2 separate regions of the Mus musculus genome follow, and region 1 is linked to region 2. A link is a contact called in public HiChIP or PLAC-seq data. All regions are on one chromosome and are shown on one strand. The core of a region is the stretch at or near the end of the contact, and the rest is flanking DNA. Distances in the headings are between cores, read along the strand shown.

What was found. HiChIP or PLAC-seq counts read pairs in DNA pulled down with a chosen protein or histone mark.
Region 1: a contact with region 2 is called in an H3K27ac HiChIP or PLAC-seq map of bone marrow-derived dendritic cells, with 2.8 times the contacts expected there. The contact joins two enhancer-like sites. A contact is called at or near these places in 8 of 484 Hi-C or Micro-C datasets (Th1 cells, bone marrow-derived dendritic cells, bone marrow-derived macrophages and 5 more) and 1 of 115 datasets of contacts at active chromatin or transcription factors (bone marrow-derived dendritic cells).

Annotation. Positions count from the first base shown.
Region 1 is chr3:133,751,609-133,757,411 of GRCm38.p6, reverse strand. No RefSeq gene overlaps it. Among named protein-coding and RNA genes, the nearest start is that of Gm6135, 37 kb to the left of the region's middle. Within about 2 kb of position 2,396, at least 108 of the 459 cell types and tissues checked have an H3K27ac peak or open chromatin away from gene starts, as enhancers often do. A contact at or near this core is called in bone marrow-derived dendritic cells, bone marrow-derived macrophages and granulocyte-monocyte progenitors, where this site is marked.
Region 2 is chr3:133,656,329-133,662,606 of GRCm38.p6, reverse strand. The region is part of intron 1 of Gm40153 (a long non-coding RNA gene); the gene reads left to right. Among named protein-coding and RNA genes, the nearest start is that of Gm40153, 3.9 kb to the left of the region's middle. Within about 2 kb of position 2,611, at least 30 of the 459 cell types and tissues checked have an H3K27ac peak or open chromatin away from gene starts, as enhancers often do. A contact at or near this core is called in bone marrow-derived dendritic cells, bone marrow-derived macrophages and granulocyte-monocyte progenitors, where this site is marked.

The DNA of each region.
Region 1 (5,803 bases), core at 1,147-3,646, 95 kb before region 2:
CATCACATAGGAAAATAACCAAAAAGAGACCGAAGCAGTACTGTCATGGGAATATAGAGGACTGTGGGAACAGTTTTATGAGTATGTAACTGCAGGTTTTATGGAAAAAACAGCATTTACATTGGGTTTTTACAGAATGCCTAAAAGTGTAGCAACCTAGGGGAAATGGGAACGAAAGAGATAAGCCAAAGATCCCCCATCTTCATTCCTTCTAAGTTTATAACATACAGAACAACCACTGGCCCACATAGATCTGAATGAATGAATGAATGAATGAATGAATGAATGAATGAAGAGGTCATTTGGTTAGCACCATAGAATTAAGCGTCTAGAGTATGCCTTACACCTGAAGCACAATTCTCCAGATTATATTGTGAGGAAAAAGCACAGTTAGGGTTTGTAATCAAACGGAAACAGGGACATTAGAAGGCAAAATCTCAGGGAGTGACCCTACAAAGTCAAAACAGACAGAGTGGAAACAGTGGAGGACATCGGAGCCTGACACTGAGGAAAGTTCGTGCGGGCTTCATCACGGCCCTCTGGCTCACTTCTGTAATGATTCTCCCCACTTTTCTATGGAAAATCTAGGAAGAACGTGAAATAAGAGCATCAAAGAGCTGACACAACAATATCAGCCCTACTTGTGCCTTCTTTAATGTATTTGTTTTAATATGTAAAACAAAGCAAAACAAAACAAAACAAAAAAACTGGGCTTTGTTCTCCCCCGCACCCCCTTGGTGTATATATAGAAAAAAATACTAAGAAAAATAATGTCGTTAGAACTAATTCTCACCTGATTTGGTATAATTTTCTAAAATATCAAGAAGTCAAGGAAACTTCCAGAAGCAAATAATGTGTGATGGTTGTTTTCTGTTAGCGCACTAGCAGCTGCCTAAAGAGTAAAGCCACTAGTTAAATCTTTTAACATGGGTGTTGGAGGCGGACAACACAGTGCCTGGGTCCCTGCTACGCTCACTCTTCACCATGGCTGTCTCTTCTTCGTGCTCGTAGTGTGCAAAAGCATGACGCGTATGTGACTCTCCATTTGGCCAGAGAAATAAACTGTTTCCAGAGTTTACTGCACTCTGTGGGCGTACCCTACTCTTCACTGATTGAAGAGAACCTGCATTCCCCATCCTTTAGGAGACACTCTCACTTCACCTTCTCCACAAACCTTTTCCTCAGTCCCTAAGTGCTTCACAAGTCTCTGTGCCCGATTGTGTATCCTTGGGGGATGCCTCATAGACATGAACAAGAAGTACTACACAGGCCACGTGCAGCCACAGTTTTGGCTTTTCTCGTGCTCTGTAGCAGGCAGCCCATGGACCAGATACACCAAATCCACTTCCCATCATTTCGATTGCATTGGCACATAGATGTGATGATTTGTTTACATGCTGTTTCTGGATACTTTCTGTCTAGCTCAGGCAGAGACCATGGCGCATGCAAAGCCTAAACTATGTTACCACCTGATCCTCTGTGGAGAAAACTGTCACCTCTGGATCCATGTGTGTTTCAGTTTCCTGATGATGATGCCCTTGCATTTGTTTCACATGGACAAGACAGTCAGGAAGTCACAGGACTCACAAGGGTAAGGAACGCTGGCAGAGAAAGTGACATTAAGGTGGTGGTGTTTCTGAGCTACTTATTGAATGAATCCAAAAATAACTAAGGAGTTTTGTAAAGCAAACTGCCCTAGTACATAAAATATGGATTCAGGGTCTACTTCCTGTTTTCTGGATACCCTGTGCCTCAGCTCCTTTCTCTATAAAATAAAAATGACAGGATTTAATGAAACATGCCAAGAATATTATTTGGCCCATAGTAACTCCTCAAGAAGTACTATCTATTAACAAAGTGGAGAAAGAGACTCCGTTTAACTATGTTGTTTTCATCTTCCTTTTTTTTTTTTTTTTTTTTTTTTGGTTTTGTTTTTTTTGTTTTTTTTTTTGGTTTTGTTTTGTTTTGTTTTGTTTTTATGGCATACTTTTGGACCTATTCTATAAAAAGGGATCAGTTTCTACCTTTTTCTGCCAACTCCAAACCATGCCTGGCATAAAAGATGATCAGAGGTAGGTGTCGCAGGCTATCCAAGGACAGAACTGCTGTCAGGGAGGTTGAAAACACCCTGGAGTCAGGGAGACATAAAAGTCATAAGCCAGTCAGTAGAACCCTGTTGAGCTCCCTCTTCCCCTGATGAAAGGCAAAGGAGCTCTGTGGAACTGTCAACTGAGGAAGTGGTGAGCAATGAGCAGATCCTGCAATTTGCACACTAATTCTCCCTCGTGCCACCTGGGGGCTTCCTGCTGGCAGAAGCACAGAAGATAGGAGAGTGGTGCGGGTCCAGCCAGCAGCCAGCCATGCCTCTATTCTTCCCTTGCTGAGCAATACCAGCAGCCCAGCTTGTCTCCATTCACTGTTCAGTGAGCAGTTGGCAGGCTTCCCCCAGAGCGTGGGCAGGCCTGAGCAGAAGGAAGACAATGAGAGGAATTTTAAAAGCCTTCCACCTTTTTGCACTTTCTTCGCAGTTTCTCTCAGGAGAAGTTGACTCAGCAGGTGCCCCTTTCTACCTTTTTCCTCAGCCTTGCCACTCCCCACTTGAAGGACCAGTCCACAGTGTGGTAATCAAGGTTCTCCCTGAAATACAGAGATGAGACCGGGGCTGTGTGGGGTCCAGCAACTGCTCTCACTACACTTATCATTATTCAAAAGCTTTTCCTGCCTCTTAAAGGTGAAACACACATCACTGAAGCATAAATGTGGCTCTGAGTAACAGTTTCACTCGCACATTCTCCGCTTCTAGAAGTAACCAGTAACCGGCTCCAAAGATGCACCAGGGAAAGTAGGAAAGGAGCCTCCTGTTAGCTGGCATCATTCCAGCCAGAGACCAAGTCTTCACTGGGACAAAAGCAGAACTATACGGACAGACAGCTTCCTCTCTGCTGCAAGCATACACTCCCCCCGCCCCGACCCCCACCTCCCCCGCACAGCCTCTGGACTGCCAAATGGGTGATGCTGCTGCTTGCACCCCTCCACACGCATTCCATAAGCTAAGGCTGATTTTAAGATCATTAGAAAAGGAAAGAATGTTGCACTCTTCTCAGTTTCTCTGGGGTCACAGTGTAATTGTGCAGCAGGAGAAACTGGGCCCCAGAGATGGCGTGACAGTCACTTCTCATTACCTCCCACTTGGTTCATTACGTCTGTAGACAGCAATTGCCAGCGTGTGGGTACTTCCATTATAGGGAAGGTTGTAATGTGCTCTAGACTCTGCACGGTTTCCAAATGGGGAGAAGGCTATTTATTCCAGGCACATACCTATCTTATTTCCACAGGAATGGAAAGTGACATAAGGGATAGATTAGTGGTAATCAATATGGGAGAATCAGGGAGCAGGAGTGCTTGCACCAGTGAAATATTTATGTGTGTGCATCCTTCTAACTCATAAGGCTTCATACAGAAGACAGAATTCTCACAAACCTGCCCAATTTGGCTTTAGCAAGTAGCTTTGTTCAGATACACTATATATTGGCTTCTTTGTATCATACTTTGGATTGCGTGTGTGTGTGTGTGTGTGTGTGTGTGCGCGCGCGCACACACACACACACACACACACACACACACACACACACACACGAGACACCAAGGAACCTTTCTCTTTGCAGTTTTGCACACCAGGAATTATGACACACAGGAATACTATTTCTTCTTTCTTCCTCAGGGATGTGGAAAGCTTAGTTACATTATTAGCTAAAGGGAAGTTAATAAGAGAGAAAACAGAATTGTCGGGAGCTAAAATAAGAATTAGCTATTATAGGCTTTTCCTTTAAAGATAAAGCAAAGAACGTCTTTGCCAAAAGAAAGAACCTGAAGAGCTGCCCATGGTAGAATGTTTGAGATGATGTCTACCGCGCCGCACTCCTGGAAACTCCAAATGACATCAGCCTTTTAATTACTGTCACCAAATCAATCTTACTTCGTGCTACTTTAATTAACTAACAGAGCACTTTCTTACAAACTTCTTGTGAAACCTTGGCACCAGCGTAAGAAAGTCCTGTTTGACTACACCTCACCTCTTCAGAAGGTTTCACAATATTCCTCACTCCTTAACTCTGGCATGCATTAAAGCCACCAGGGCATCTACTCCTTAGCAACCATCAGAAGCCAACTAGAGCTTAGCCATCAGATTTCTTGATAAGTACTTCTAGTGGAGGAAGCTCATGTGTCACACAGGGAAGCACACTAACCCACACATTGAGATGTCTGTCCGAATTCACCAGAGGCTGAAGCACACAGTTAACAAGTCAGCTTGACAGTTACAGCTATAGGCTTGACTCTGGACATTGGCCAAATTCATCATTAACTGTAAAGGGCTTCTTATTATGTAAACAACAGTTGGCCTATAAATTTACCACACCTGGTGGTCCCTTCATCCTCATGCCTACCTTTAAAGGCTCATCTCCTCTGCCCTTGGGTGCATCTGCTTATTTGATTCACTGGTTGCGCTTAATTCATTTACTCGTTCAATCATCATTTAAGAAGTATTTGTGATGTGTCTGATACTGGAGAAAATGCTAGAAGTATCAGTGAAGGAGAGCCAAGAGCAGCCTTCTCCTCACAGGCTTACAGGCTAGCAAGGTGGAAGGCAACAGCAAACCATCAGTGTAGTGAATAGTTAAATACTGGATCACAGTTTCAAGAGGATAAGTGCCTCGGAGGAAATAGTGCAGGCTAGGGGAGTTCAGAGTGTGGGTGGGCAGAGAACAGAAAGCAGATCTCAATTTTAAAGGGGTCAATGAGACTATGGCCTCATGGAAAGTGACAGCTGAATATTGTCTTGTAACAAGAAAAGGGGGTGGTCCCTTAGGAACACCGAACGTGAGTCCAGGCATATAAAGAAAGCCAGGGTAAGGAGCTACCCACTAGGGTGCCAAAAAGGAGGCAGAGGAGGCATGTGGGGGTTGGCAGGAACCAGAGGGAATGCCACCACATAGGCAGGAAGAGCCATTCTGTCAGGGCTTTGCTGTTGGAGCATTTTGAGGAGAGAAGTGATATTGCCTAGCAGTGTTTTACAGTGATCTGGATATCTTCTGAGTTTATTAATCATAGACTGGGTTATGGAGTGTATGTATATCAGATACTGGGCATGGCACCACATCTGTAAAGATGAATGGGACAGATTTCTTGCCCTTAGAATATTCAAAGTCCCTGGGCCTCTCTGGACTTACTCATCACAGGTCAATACGTGGACACCTCAAGATTATAGTACTTGACCACTGTGTGCTCAAACCTCTGCTCAGTGCTTGCTATGGCACCTTACCATCCGCATACGCTAGGTAACTAAAGAAGGAAGACCTGGAGACAGATCAGTCACGCCAAGGTGCCTGGCTCTTCCCTAAGCAGAATGTGTGGCCCCTGGCACGACAGCAGCCCTCTCTCTTCTTGGCTTCTCCATCTGTTTACACAATTTCCCACAGAAGTATGTTTTTAGGTCTGAGAAGATAGCCAGCCCTGGGAGCTGCAGGGTGTAATGGAAAACTGACAATTTAAATTTTCCCTCAAATTATCATACTCTAAAATAAATAGAGTTGAGTGGATTCTCCACATATTCAATCTGGCAGCCTTGCCTCAGTTGAAGACAAGTCTACAAGTTGGCAGACCAGAAGCGAGGAGAAAAACTATCTTAGTTCCTGGAGATAAAACCTGCTAGTTATCAACAACTGCGATTCTGAGAGAGAAGGTCTTCTGGGGAAAAGCCATTCACAACAACAGTCTCGGTTTACAGCCTGAACGACTTTGCCTC
Region 2 (6,278 bases), core at 1,362-3,861:
AGTTGAAATTTATTGAGGTTGTGTTGTGAGCCAGTGCAAGATTGAGAACTGTGTGCTTATTGCAACATCTCTCACCACTCGGAAAGTGATGATGGGGCTCTCCCTGCCCGATCTGACAAATGAGGGAATACAGTCACCTGTAGCACCTAATCCCCTCACCTTCCCAGGAAGCATGACTACCAAGCAAAGGGTCCTGGAAATTCATCTGTTTGATTTCATACTCATCATGACTTTGAAACTAAGAGATAACCTTAAGAAAACATGGACAAATCCTCAAAATACTGTAAAGTGTGCAGTCTGATACCTTGAATTGTCTTCATGTTTCCGTAAGAAATTTAAATGAAGCAAAGGGAGGTCACAGAACACTTCTCACCTGCAGCCTCCTATTCTCCAGAGTGACCAGTAGGAAGGAATATTAACTAATAAACTCTTTGTAGTTAAGAGGAGCATAAATTATTTCTTTTGGAAATAGTGTTTTAAATTACTGGACAATAGGCAGGAAACTAGTGTTAATGTTTTAGTCACAGTGAACACAATTTTGAAAACCAAGTTTGCTCTGTAAGCTTGAATTGAATTTATTTATTTTTTTATATTTTGCTCTCATGTTGAGGCAGCTGTGATGAGATATATGATTGTGAATGTTACATAAATAGAAGCCCCATGTTCGTCCTGAGATGAATCACATGGAGACTAGTTTGTTTTCTTGAGAGTGGGGATAGAAGTCTGGGCTGCCTTGGCATCCTTTCTTATAAACAAGCAATGGTCCTAGGATTGCTTTATTTAAAAGCAGATAGGGTTATGTGAAGCCAGGCTGAGACTTTTTGCACGTGAGGAAATGAGGCCTTGAGAATATTTAAAAGAGGGACTGTGTTCTGCATCTATGTGGTGTGTAGTAAAAGTGGCCTGCACACACACACACACACACACACACACACAAAGCATTGAGACAGTAAATCCAATGCCTGGCCTTTTAAAGATCTGCTCCTGCGGCTGGCCCCTGGATGTCTAGGAACTTTCATTTGAAGAGCTTTCCATCATTGCCAGAGTTAGTAAGTGTCTCCCCCTGTGTCTCGCCTATGTACAGTGTGGTTTTATCCTCCACATCTGCTTTCCTCCTGGGAGTCTGGAATCCAGATGTGAGGCAGAGAGGAATTGCATAATCAAACACTAGATTAAAACCAAAAAGCCTGGGAGCTGTCTTTCTAATGAGCTGCCCTGGTTGATCACAGAACCAGAAGACGCCTGGCAGACCCATTGCTAAGGGACATACTCATATTGTGAGCAATTCCTCCAGGAGAGGACATTTGAAAGCTTCGCCAACTTCTCCCAAACATGGCCCTATGAGCCCTCTCCCTTCACTGTTGTGTTTGCTGCTCTTCGGTGCAACAACCCAGGGCCATGAGTACAGCTACAGAATCCTTTAAGTCAAATGTAGCAAGACACAGTGGTCCACACCTGTAATATAAGCACTTGGAGGACAGAAAGAAGTTATCACAGTATATGATCAAGGCCAGCCTGAGCAACATAGTGAGTTCCAGGTCAGCCAGTGTTACATAGTGACGCTCTGTTTCAAATAAAAATGGCAGACTTGGAGAGGCTGGAAAGATTGCTCGGTTAGTAAAGTTCCTGTGGGGCAAGCATAAAGACTTGACTTTCCATCCCCGGTGCCCATATGAAAAGCTAGGTGTGGTGCTACCCATCCTATAGAACTAGCACTGAGGACACAAGACAGGCAGATCCCTGGAACCTGCTGGCCGATTCATTTCATATCTATTGTGTTTTTAATTGTTGTCTTTATTAGGCAGGCTTCTCTAAAAGAGCAGAACTAATTCGATGAGTATTTATAATAAAGGGAGATTCATTAGATTTCAGGATAAGGGATAGATAGCCTAGCAATGGTCATATGCATCCTAGAAAGAATGACAACCCAGTAGCTGTTCAGCCCACAATGCTGAAACCCTCAGTAGTTTGAATCTGATGCTGAAGGTTGACAAAATTTTTAGAGAGTTGCCGTTCTTCAGTCCACTCTGGAAGACTGGACAATCTGCAATCTGTTGTCAGCCACAGTAGCAACAGTATAGCTACACTCAGTGGCAAGAAATAAAGGCAGGCAGGCCAGCAAGCAGCACAGTGTTTCCCTTGGACATCTTGCTATGTGTGTTGCCACTCGCAGGTGCCCAACCACTCTGAGGAATGCCCCAGCCACACAGAAGAATGTTATGTAGACAGCAGAGGGTATGGAGTTCTCTCCCTGTGTGGCTACTCATACAACTGGAGAGGTGCTCCTGATGGATAACAGTGGTTCCTTGGGCTCAGGCTCCCCTGAGCTAAAGGTCCTGGTTGTGTGAAATCAAAAACCTCTGGCACTACCAGCACCAACAATGATGAAATATCTGAAATTCTTGTTTCCTGGCAAGGTGATAGTACAGATCCAAACTCAGTGTGGGTAAACGAGGTTATAAGAAGCACAATAACCACTTCGTGGTATTTACGCTTGCATAATCAGAGAACAAGAACTTTGTGGGGTGGCCAGCAACAGGAACCATGTATGTAGACTGAGTGGAAGAACTGTGGCGTTCCTCTCTACTGATACTAGGGGAAATCCTGCCTGAGCGTGAGCCTCCCAGAGCTATGTCACTGAGCAGACCCAGGGCATATGTCTAGTTCCCATGCAGGAACAGAATACAGCTGACCCTAGTTCCTTTTTTTTTTTTTTTTCTGGGGCCCTGCTGTGGCTATTAGCACCCTGGGCAAGGGCATAGCCGGAGCCCCAACGTTACTCAAGGTTCTCCCAATCCATCCCTTGACCAAATCACAGGAGCAGAACCTTGTCACTCCCTCCTCGCCTTAGCAAGAGGTGCTTGGGGTATGAGTGGCAGAGGGAAAGTGGGAGCCATGAGGGTATTTTCTTCCAGCTCCATCACTGGCAGAAAACAAGTGGCTAAGCCATTTTCCTGCTCTTCTGATTCCTTCATATGATGCCCTCTGCTTTCTTCCATGTTGCGATACCCCTGCCCTATAGTGCAAGGCACCCAGCAGATTCGAGTCAGAGTCTTTCGGCTGAGCCACAGTGGCATCACCAGCAGCTACAGGCTGACCCAGTGCATTGGTCTGTAGAATCTAAAACCTGGGGACTTCTATGGGTTTCTGACACATGGGACGGCCGAAGGTCAGACAGGTGCTTATGTCTTAAAGTGACTCCTGGCTACAACACATTGTGGGTGTTTACCGGGAAGTAACATTTGCTCCTTCCCCATAGCCAGTCCACCATGCAGATGCCAGGCTACTCATCCAAGAGGGCTGCCACCCAGTGAGGGCTGTGAGACTTTCCAGAAGTCAGGATTGACCAAATGCTTGCTATTAAATTCTTGCAAGAACTCTTTCACCTTTCTTCCTACAAAAGAGAGAGCCCTTCCCCAGTGTGGAACTCCGAGGACCACCATACTGAGGTGGTTCTTTTTTTTTTTTTTTTCTTACCAAGTCTCAAACTGTCCCTTATTTCTAAGTTTTACAAGGCTCTGATCTCTGGCCTGCCCTTCAGTAATTGCCATGACCACGCACCACCAAATGCAGCTCTATACTGAGTTCTTCTGTACAAGAGAGGAGATGAATATCCACTGCTTTTTTTTTCAGTCATCGTGAGACATTTAAACTCATTAACTACCATGTTCTTCCTTAGCTCAAGTAACATTAAAACAAAAGATGGGGAAGAGGGATGGAGAGCTGGCTCAGTGGTTAAGAACACTGACTAATCTTCCAGAGGTCCTGCGTTCAATTCTCAGCAACCACATGGTGGCTCACAACCATCTGTAATGAGATCTGATGCCCTCTTCTGGTGTGTATGAAGACAGCTACAGGGTACCCATATAAATAGATAGATAGACAGACAGATAGATAGATAGATAGATAGATAGATAGATAGATAGATAGATAGATGATAGATAGATAGATAGATAGATAGATAGATAGATAGATAGATAGAAAATAATAGATACATAAATAAATAAATCTTTTAAAAAGAGAGATGGGGAGGAAAAACCCTGATGTGCAGGATGGTACCTGGAATCAGTGGTTACATATGAAGGATGAAACTCACCAGTGGAATTACATTATCTAGAAACATCCCCATTTTCCATTCAAATGGATCTGTAGGGTCAGCCATGGTGTGCTCTCTGTCATGAGATTGCATGGCTCAGAGGAACACACATTCTCAGTGAGGAACTTTTCAAAGGGTGAGGGTGAACATTTGATGGAATTGAGCCAAGAGAGTGAATTACACACATTTGACTTTGAAGCTGCTCTTGGCAAGCTGTAAATTATGAAAGCCATTTATAAGAGAGTTTGTAATTGCTAGAGGAAATTTCTGTGCTAATCATTAGGAGACAGGTTCAATTTAAAAAGAAAAAAAAAAAAGTCCCAGCTTAAGAAAGAGCTCCTTCTCTTCCCAAATCAATTATTCGTCATTCTCTGTTGATGACTGTTGATGATAGGTGTTTTTCCATGTGAGAAAATCAATTGAGTCAAATGTGGTGTGGCTCATACCATTAATCCCATTGCTTAGGCAAGATCTCTGTGACTTTGAGGCCAACCTGGTCTATATAGATATAGTGAGTTGCAGGCCAGCCAAGACTACATACTTAGCCTGTCTCCACAAGGAAGGAAGGAAGGGAGGGAGGAAGGAAGGAAGGAAGGAAGGAAGGAAGGAAGGAAGGAAGGAAGGAAGGAAGGAAGGAAAAGAGGGAGGGACAGAGGAAGGGAAATAGGAAGGAAAAGATAATGAAAGTGAGAGAGACAGAGGGGGAGAGAGAGAGAGAAAGAGAGAGAGAGAATGACATAGTCACAGCATGAACAAGTACAGCCATGGAGACTACCCAGGAATTTTGTGGATTTCTAATGTAAATTTAAAAGAACCAAAGGTAACCCCTGTAATGACAGTATATTTTGCTCTTATTCAAAAACATTAGTATCTGCTTCAAAAAAAAAATATATATATATATACATATATATATATACATAATTATTATGTTAGACTAAAAAGTTGCATGAAAAAAATAAGAAAATATGAGTTGTACTTGGAAAAAATATAGCAGCCCTGCTTGCTTCATACCAATATGAAGAATAACCCATATTATTAGCTAGAAAAACTAACTTTGAATTTTTAAATGCAAATCTATTGTTGGACGTTATTTTGTTTTATTATTTTCTTCTCTTTTGTGGTTTTTCTTTTTTTAATTGGTTATTTTGTTTATTTACATTTCAAATGTTTTTTTTCTAGGTGTCTCCTCTGCAAACCCCCTATCCCATACCCCCTCCCTCCTGCTTCTATGAGGCTGTTCCCCCATCCGCCCACCCACTCCCACCTCAGCACCCTAGCATCCCCCTACACTGGGGCATCAAGCCTTCACAGGACCAAGGACCTCCCCTCCCATTGTGGTTTTTCAAGACAGGGTCTCTGTGTAGCCTTGGCTATCCTAGAATCCAAAGATCTCCCTGGCTCTGGCACCCTAGTGCTGGCATTAAAGGCCTGCACCACCACCTGGCAAACATGCTATTTTCCATTTTTAGTTACATTTACAAAATTAGAGTTCGGAGAAGACTACATAAATATAATATTGGCAATATTGGCATTGCTCATAATATTGGCAGATGGTGATGGGTTGGGGGATAGTTAAAACCTGGTGAAAGTTATGCCCCCAGGACATACTGAAGCTGTCCTCAGAAGCTAGGGGTATCAGATAGCCTAGAACTGGAGTTATAGGCTAGTGGGAACCACTTGGCATGGGTGCTGGGAACTGAACTCAAGTCCCCCAAACAAGCAGCAGATGCTCTTAGTCACTGAGCCCTCTCTCCAACCCTGACTCTTCAGTTCTTTACGTCACTACCTCAGCGTTAACAGTTCTTGGTAGCGCCTAGGTAGCTGACCTAGCTTATGAGTCTGGACTCTTAATTTCAGATAATGATAAGGGGAAATGATAAAAAAAGGGGGGGGGGAAGCAAAATTTCCAATAAGATTTAACAAAATAGAAGCATGCTGTTATCATAAACAATAATAATCTACTACAGGATGGCATACTTAATAATTTTAAGAATAATTTCAAGGATACTGTGATGAGTTTTCTTTACTATTACAGACATATAAATAAAATGAAATCTCCTTAGACACGTTTATTTAACCAGACTTCTATGTTTATAATATATTTACTTGTAAATCGTTATGTATATGGGTGTTTTGCCTGCATGTCTGTGCACCATTCATGCCAGGCACCTGTAGAGGAAAG